2 separate regions of the Mus musculus genome follow, and region 2 is linked to region 1. Evidence: chromatin contacts called from public promoter capture Hi-C data. All regions are on one chromosome and are shown on one strand. Each heading gives the region's core, a stretch centred on a gene start, on an enhancer-like site or on the middle of the called end of the contact. The rest is flanking DNA. Distances are from core to core; before and after follow the strand shown. Region 1 holds the start of Oip5os1 (Opa interacting protein 5, opposite strand 1). Region 2 holds the start of Plcb2 (phospholipase C, beta 2).

Region 1 (3,777 bases), core at 722-3,221:
AGGTGTGCACCACCACTACCCCAGCCCCAATTCTTAAAAGTAAAAATTTTCAAGAAAAATAAAAACTATAAACTTAACCAAATGAGTTGGGATTGAGGTGGCCAAGGTGGGAGGATTGCTAGAAGCTTGAAGTACGTGCTAGAGATGGCCCAGCAGTTAGAGTCCTTCTTGCTCATGTAGGGACCCACCCAGGCATGAGTCTTAGCCCTGCCATGGTGACTCACAATGATCCCTGACTCCAGATCCTTGGGATCTGATACCTCCTCAGGCACTAAGCAAGTGTGTGGTACATGTACATGCATAATCACAGGCAAAATAATTTACATAAATTTAATCTAAAAATATATCAAATCAAAATACATGAAAAAAATGGATATGGGTGTATTAAACAGATATAGCTCTGATAAGTGCTTGTCTAATATGCATGCAGTCTGAGTTTTCACTACATGTGAGCACACACACATACACCTCAGGCAGGAGAATTCCTCACCTATACCCCATATAAATAGGAAAGACATAGCACCATGGTTTGATGGTAACAGCCCTGCAGTGTCACCTGAACCCCTGCTTAAGTGAGTTGAGGAGGGACAAGACTGTTTCTGCTGGTTCTTTGGGCAGCCCTTCGGCTTAGCCCAGGCCTCATTGCTTGATATCGCTCCTTTGGATTACTGTTGTCTGTGCATCTGTCTGTCCCTACTCAGTCCTGCACCTCACCATATTCCTCCGTTGACACTCACCTGGACCCCTCAGCTAGCTTCAATACTCTGTGTCTTTCTAAATGAGTTCATCAATATCTAACTGTGGTGACTTTTCCCATTTATATCAGCTCTGTCTGGATGTAGTAAAACCTCACTGAACACAGAGGTTTGTGTAATCCTTTGCAGGCCTTCTGTAGTCTAAGTATATACAGATATACAGTGTGCCTATTCATACACAGAGACATACGGTGCAGTGATGTGTGATCTGATAGTAGCTAACACTCAAAGAACCTGTCTTTGGATGGAGGACATTGTTGCTCACTTGAGATTCAGGACATAACCAGTGTGGTAATTCTGTTACATTGCAATTTGAGGCCAGCCTGGGATACACAAGGTCTCTGTCACCAGCCCAGCTATAAAGGGAAATCAAGGCTGATGGCCAGTTGCAGCCAATAAATCAATGTAGCTTGTGAATTTATTATTATTCAATAGGTTCTAACATTCTAATAATAATAACGAATAATGTAATTATTATTATTATTATTATTTTATTAGCCAATAGATTCAATAGACAACTGTGTTTTGTCTTTGTATGGCATAGCATCCTTATCACAGAGGGAAGCATAGAAATTTGGATTTAATAAATGGCCTAGTGATAACCCCGTCATTTAGGAAGCACTGCTTATCCAGAAGAACGTGTGTCATCACCTGGAAGAGTCACACTATTGCCTTCACTACCTCTCCTGGAAATACCGCTAAAGGATCTCTAAATCCTACAACTGGAACAAACAACAAATGCAGTTTAACATTTTCTCAGGCAGCGGGCAGGCCCTTTTAAGGTGAGGAAAACTACGCTACTGTATTGACCTTTAAACAGCAGGCAACATTCTCTCAAGTGGGTCAAAGTCAGAAGAACTGACACCATGAAATTGTTCCTCTGGGTGTAGTGTTAGTCCGGGTATAAAAATCCTTTAGCCAAGAGAGGAATTACTAGTAACAGTATATTTTTACAGTAACGATAATTTAAAATAGTCATTTGGCCTTGTAGTGCTATCTTACTAAAAAGTGAGACTGCCTCCGTGCGGAATGTTTTTCCTCAAGTGAATTACAACAACCCTTTTCCTCCTTAACTTCAACTGGAGCACTAAGCTCCAACAACAAAAAATAGAACCAGAGAGAGGGATTGATTGAAGTACTTCCCAGCCAATCCGCGATGGAAAAAGAGCGCGCGAGCAAGGTGCTGTCCAATCATCACTCGGAGGCGGGGCGGAGCCTTTCGCGCCTCCGCCCCTGGGTTGGCGGACAGGGGAAGGAGCGAAGATGGCGGAGTGAGGCGTGCCCCGGGCAGCTGGCCTGCGGGCCCGGGGCAGGCCTCCCGTGAGAAGCGGAGTACTTGTGCTGGACCGTGTGAGGTGAGCTGAGAAGTCCGTCTGTCTATCGGGAGACGAGCAGCCGGTGGGGCGGCACAACTCGGGACGGGGTAGCGGCGAGCCTAATGAGGGAGCCGGCGAGGCCTGGGCCTGACAGGGCTTTGCATTCGCAGCCGCGTCCGGTCGGCTCCGCCGCCTCCGGGTATGTGGCCGCGTCCTTCCCTTACCAGCGCTCCACGCCCTTCCTTGCGCCCTTCGCTTTGGCCGCTGCGTGCTTTGCCCTGGTTCTCTGAGTTGCACGTACGCCGGCCGTATCGGGAAGCCGCTGTGTGCACCTCCCTTTTATTTTTCTAAGACTATCTCTGTATTGTTTGACCCTTTACCGAAGGCGTCACCGGTTGAGGTTGACAGGCCTGTTGCAGCTCTGGGCATTTTGTGTCCCTGGCGCGTTGACCTTGAGATTTGCTGTAAGAGGCTCCCTCTGGTATTTTCATTTGAGTATGTGTATTACAGATAGACTCTTGCAGCCTTTACCTCATACTCGCCCCTGCCAAACTTTTATGACCGTAGTAAGCAGCTTTGTCCTTGGACGTCCTGATAATGCCCTTATGGCGCATTAGTTTCGGCAAACGGGTCTCAGTGGAATTCACCTATGTTGATTTCTTACCCAGGATCAAGGGAAACGGCTTACGATGCTTTTCTTTTCGTTTTTTTAGAACTATAGTTCTGGAAGTACTGCTGGAATCTCATTTGTGTAGTTGGTGTACACTGGTGACAGTGTAGTACTAACAAGATATTTATATTTGATTCTTATTTAATTTTATCTCTTTGTAATTGGGAGCCCCCTTACTTTTATTGGTATTCAGCTAAATTCTCGGAAAGTCTTTGCTTCTGAATTCTGGATCGGGGAGACATTTGCTGCGTGTGTTGGTGCTCAGGGCCAGAAATTTACATCTATCAAAACCTTGTTTCAGAAATAAACTGGCATATTAGTGAGAGCCAGTTCAAATGGAAAAATCATAATGTGAGTGAATGTTTGTGATAGATTATATGGTTTTTGTTAGCCCTAGACTTAGCAGAGCTGAAGCAGGAAGCACTTGCTTAGGGGGTGAAAAAAAAACCAAAAAACAAAACCCCTCCCCTTTAGCACAAGTAGTTTTTCTTTTTAATATGATCCACAAGTAGAAAAAAATAGGTATGAGCCAGAGGAAGGGAATATAACATCCTTCCTCATCTTAAAAAAGAGAAAGTCGTTTGCTTTCCACTAAAAGACAGCTCTACATTACGGGAGGTTTTCTGCGGAGTTACAGTTTCTCGCCCCTCCAGAGAGACTACAGTATCATATACAGTATCATAAACTCAGAGTTGCATAAAGCTTCAGAACTTCTCCAAAAATGTTATTGTTTAAACACTAATTCCACTAGAGGTGTACAGAAAGTGACATTATGATTATTCCTTTAGAATACTTATGAGAGTGAATTTTTTTAGAATAGATTGGTTGGAATATCTTTGTATACTTAATACCTGTAGTATCAGTAAAGGATATGTAGATCCTTGCTTTGGTTTGAATGAAGATGCCCCCATAGGCTCGTATGTTTGAATACTTGGGCCACAGTAGGTGGAACTTTTTGGAAAGAATTAGGAGGTCTAGGCTTGTTAAAGGTGTGTTTCACTGGCGTCAGGCTTTGAGGGTTCAAAGACTCAGAGCC
Region 2 (3,834 bases), core at 997-3,496, 870 kb before region 1:
CCGACACATGTGTGAGGAATGGGCAGAAAAGGCCCAGAGCTGCAGGGAGGAAACCAGTGAGAGGGAGCTGAAAACAATCGTGAGTGAGTCCCTGAATAGAGAGGTATTGGGAGATTTCAAGCAAGCCAGCCCCAATACATGGAGGAGGGTCTCCCCAAATCATCAAAAAGGTCACCAGAGAAAGAATAAGTGTCAAGTTCTGTCAGGCTTAGAAACTCCAAGCCAGCAGTCGACAGCATATATTCAAGAAAGAACTCTCATTCTTCCTTGCGCCCCACGTAGGAAGCCCTGGAAGAGAAAGAACGGAGGACCCCCCTTTCCAGGAAGCCTGCAGTTGCCCCCACCTCATCCTGGAAGGAGAAGGGCAAAATGCAAGCCAAAGCACGGTTAGAGCTTCACTTCTAATGTGTTCCTAGAAAAGGACTGGGCGTTGTGGGGACCCCTGGACTATTGCCTAAGGGTGAAGGTCATGTCTGAGAGCTTGCTGAGTTTCTTTCTATAGCCAGGAAAGGTTTCCCCTCTAAGTACGTTCTGAAGGGGCTGTGGGAGACTAGACAGAGTCAGGTTTGGTTCTATCCTTTCTACTACAGTTATCAATATAGAGCCATATATCTACTAACTGTGCCAAAGCTATCCAAGAGCAAAACCTGGTTCATAGGTCATGTGTCCCATGCCTGGGCTTGGGACATTCTTGCTCATGCAAGTCAGAGTTCAGGGACCACACAGCACTCTGGGTTGGGGAAGGGAATTGGTCAACCAGACACACAGGTTGGAGAAAGAATCACATGCCTTATCCCTGATGACCTACAGCCCCCCTCAGGTTATACAGGCTTCCCAGAGGAACTGAGAGAGTCACTTCACTTTTCATTGTGAGTCATTTTCCTCCTTCCATAGACTCTGAGACACGCCACATCACCACCATGTCACCAGCATGCCACCACCATGCCACACCAACCAAAACTTCTAGAGACCAACTTCTAGAGAAACAGAAAGCATTTCATGCCAGGGCCCCATCCCCACAGTTTTGACAGCCAGATGCCTTAACGTAACAAAGCCCTGAAGGGTCTAGCTTCAGACTCCCCTCAGTTCATAGAGAAACTAGACTAGCCAATCCAGGGAGCTGAAGTAATTGTAGGTGACCTCCTAAATGTCATGCGCTGTTGAGAACATCAGGCCTTCCTGAGGCCAGGCTAGAGCACTCTTAAGGAGGCCTATCCCTCTCTGAGTGACAGTTCTCATTTTATTCTTCTTAGACCAAAAGATTCTATGGTTAGTGGCTGTGTCTTCAGCCCAGAAGGACCAGAGACGAGTTAGGAAGGCGCAGACTCTGGGCTGGGGTGCAGATGGTCTTCCCTCCCCGGCCGGATGACAGGTTGGCAGGTAATAGAAGGCTGAGCTGAGCTGAGCCACCATGGGGGAAGCAGAAGTCAGTAAGTTCCTTCTCAGACCCCAGTCTTTGAGCCTCCCGTTTTCAACTGGATCCACGGCCCTTTTGTAACTCTTGCCACAGTAGTAGCTTGAGATAGAATATGGCTTCCCTGGGACAGGACACAGTTTGTTCTGCACACTGGGATGGTGCAGCTGGTTATGGGCCTCCTGCCAGAGCAAATTTGGGGTGTCCGTGCTGGGAAGAGGACCTGACTGACCTCTCTTCCTGATCTCAGCTGAGGTGGGAGGAGAGGGACATGCATTCCCCCTACCAACACTGAAGTTACTAGAAACAAACCTTTATCATCTTCGGGGATTTGAAAAGGGCAAATCAGGTCCAAAGATTTCTGACTCTGACTCCCCCCCACACACACACACAAACACACATAGCCCCCTCTCTTATTCCCAAACACAGAGGCTTCCTTCCCTACAGCAGCCAGGAGCACCCACCCTCACCCCAGACTTGTTTATCTAGATAGACTGTTGTGACAGACACATAGGCGCCTGGGTGCTGGGAAGACATAAACCAACCCTCCGTTCTGCAAAGCTCCCAAGCAGCCCAGCCCCCACCGTCCCGGGGGCTGGGGATTTGAGGGGGGGGAGGCGAACCCTACTCACATCGTCCCACTTGATGAAGCGCTCCCCTTGGCTCAGATATGCCTTCACGTTAGGGGGCAATAGAACAGGGTTGAGCAAAGACATGATGTCAAGTGTCCCTCTTTGGAGAGGTTGGGCAAACCTCTCCAGGGGACAGGAGAAGAGAAGGAAGAAGGGTGAACAGGAGAGGAAGCTTAGGCTAGGCTCACATGGCACCCGCCCAGTACTGGTCCGGAAGTCGGGTGCTCTTATAGCCTGCGGGGTGGCAGTAGCTGGATGCAGGACTCAGAGCTTCAGGCCAGGGCCCAGTTGATCTGCCTTGTAAATCAGCCTCCTCCTCCTCCTCCTCCTGAAGCCGGGGGCTGCAGTAGCTGTTTTGCCCAAGGGGGCTGAGCTCCCCTCCTGGGAGTTCCTCCCCCACCCCCTGCCTCAGCACTTCCTGCTCTGGGCTTCCTTCTCTGGGCTGCTGTGAACTGAGGGGCGGGCTATGAGATCTAGAAATGTTGGGGCCAGGACCCCGTTACAAAGACAGGCTTTACTCAGATTTACACACCCCCCCCCCCCGCCAATGGAAGAAAGTGATATATCATGGAGGGGGGTGGGAGATACCATTCCTGAGCCTTGGGCTGAGGCAAGAACACAAACAGTTCTTTAGGAAAAGGGTCCTCCACAGAGCAGGGGTTCTGTCCTCAGAGGGCGGGATCTGGAAGTGGGAGTCAGGGATGGGCCGGGTCCCAGCTGGCACTGAGTGTTTTGAATAAGCAAAGTCTCTCGGACACCCAGCTCCTCTTTCTCAGTGCTTCCTCCCCATGAAAATGAGAGCCAGGTGAGGCAGTATGCCTCTCACCCATGACACTTCTCTGCATCTTTGAACCTTTCAATGAATACCTAAAAACTCCACTGCCCAGCAGCTGCCTCACAGCCTAAGAGGCCCTTTGCTGCCGCCAGCACTGGAGTGTTCCTTCATGCACTGTGTTGCCTCACACACAGATCCTGGAGGAGAGAGGTTCTGAGAGGCAGACCAGAGCCTGCTCTAGCCCCCTGTTCAGGGTTTAGCCCACTCTAACCCAGTTCGGTTCTAGGTGTTGTGATCCTTACATCGTCCATATCTATCCCAGAGGCTCAGTTCCAGCCCAGCTCAGGCCCCAGTCACTTCCTCTTACCTAATAATGCACTCTTATCAAATGGCTTAGCACCGTTGGGGAGGCTAGAAGCTTAACCCATGATTTCCTTCCCCTCTGAGGCCCTGGCCTTCTGCAACAGGTCCCATCAGGGGTCTGTGTGCCACCCCTGACAACTGTGAACTACCCTCTCCAGGCCCTGGAACTACTGGCTAGGAGCCAGTGCATGAGAGTAGGGGCGGGCAAGAGAGAACAGGTTTAGATGAACAGGTTAGTTAGGGTTAGTGAGAATCAAAAGGTAAACTGTGGGTCTCTGGCACTAGAGGGATGGGGTCAGGAGTTCAAGACTAGGCTACAAGAGAGCCTGCCCACCTCCCACCCCACCCCCAATAAAAGTAGTGAACTTCTCAAAGAAAGCTAGCTTAGAAATTAATTGTCCCCAGAAAAGCAATTCTAAGACCAGATCTGAATGAACGGCCTGGAAACCGGCTCCCAAACTCCTGCAGGTGACAGGTGTTCCAACCCCTCCCTCAGTGTCTCTCCTCAAGCCCTGCCTTCAGCCTTGGATCTCCCTGGGAGACTCCTGGGAGCCCCTGCACATCTGGCTGTCTCTGTGGGATCAGGTTTCCTGTCTGTTTGAATGAATTTTGCAAGGGAAATCCCTGCCCCTTCCCAAAGCCTACACCTG

The links. Promoter capture Hi-C pulls out the DNA fragments that hold promoters and counts their contacts.
Region 2: a promoter capture Hi-C map of liver shows a contact between it and region 1, with 3 times the contacts expected there. The contact joins the promoter of Plcb2 here to the promoter of Oip5os1 in region 1. A contact is called at or near these places in 2 of 39 promoter capture datasets (liver and pre-B cells).

The regions. Positions count from the first base shown.
Region 1 is chr2:119,592,325-119,596,101 of GRCm38.p6, forward strand. It overlaps Oip5os1 (Opa interacting protein 5, opposite strand 1), which reads left to right and starts at 1,972. Exons shown (of 3, transcript NR_027832.1): 1 at 1,972-2,110.
Region 2 is chr2:118,726,192-118,730,025 of GRCm38.p6, forward strand. Plcb2 (phospholipase C, beta 2) reads right to left here and starts at 2,247. Exons shown (of 32, transcript NM_177568.2): 1 at 2,047-2,247. The coding sequence starts at 2,130.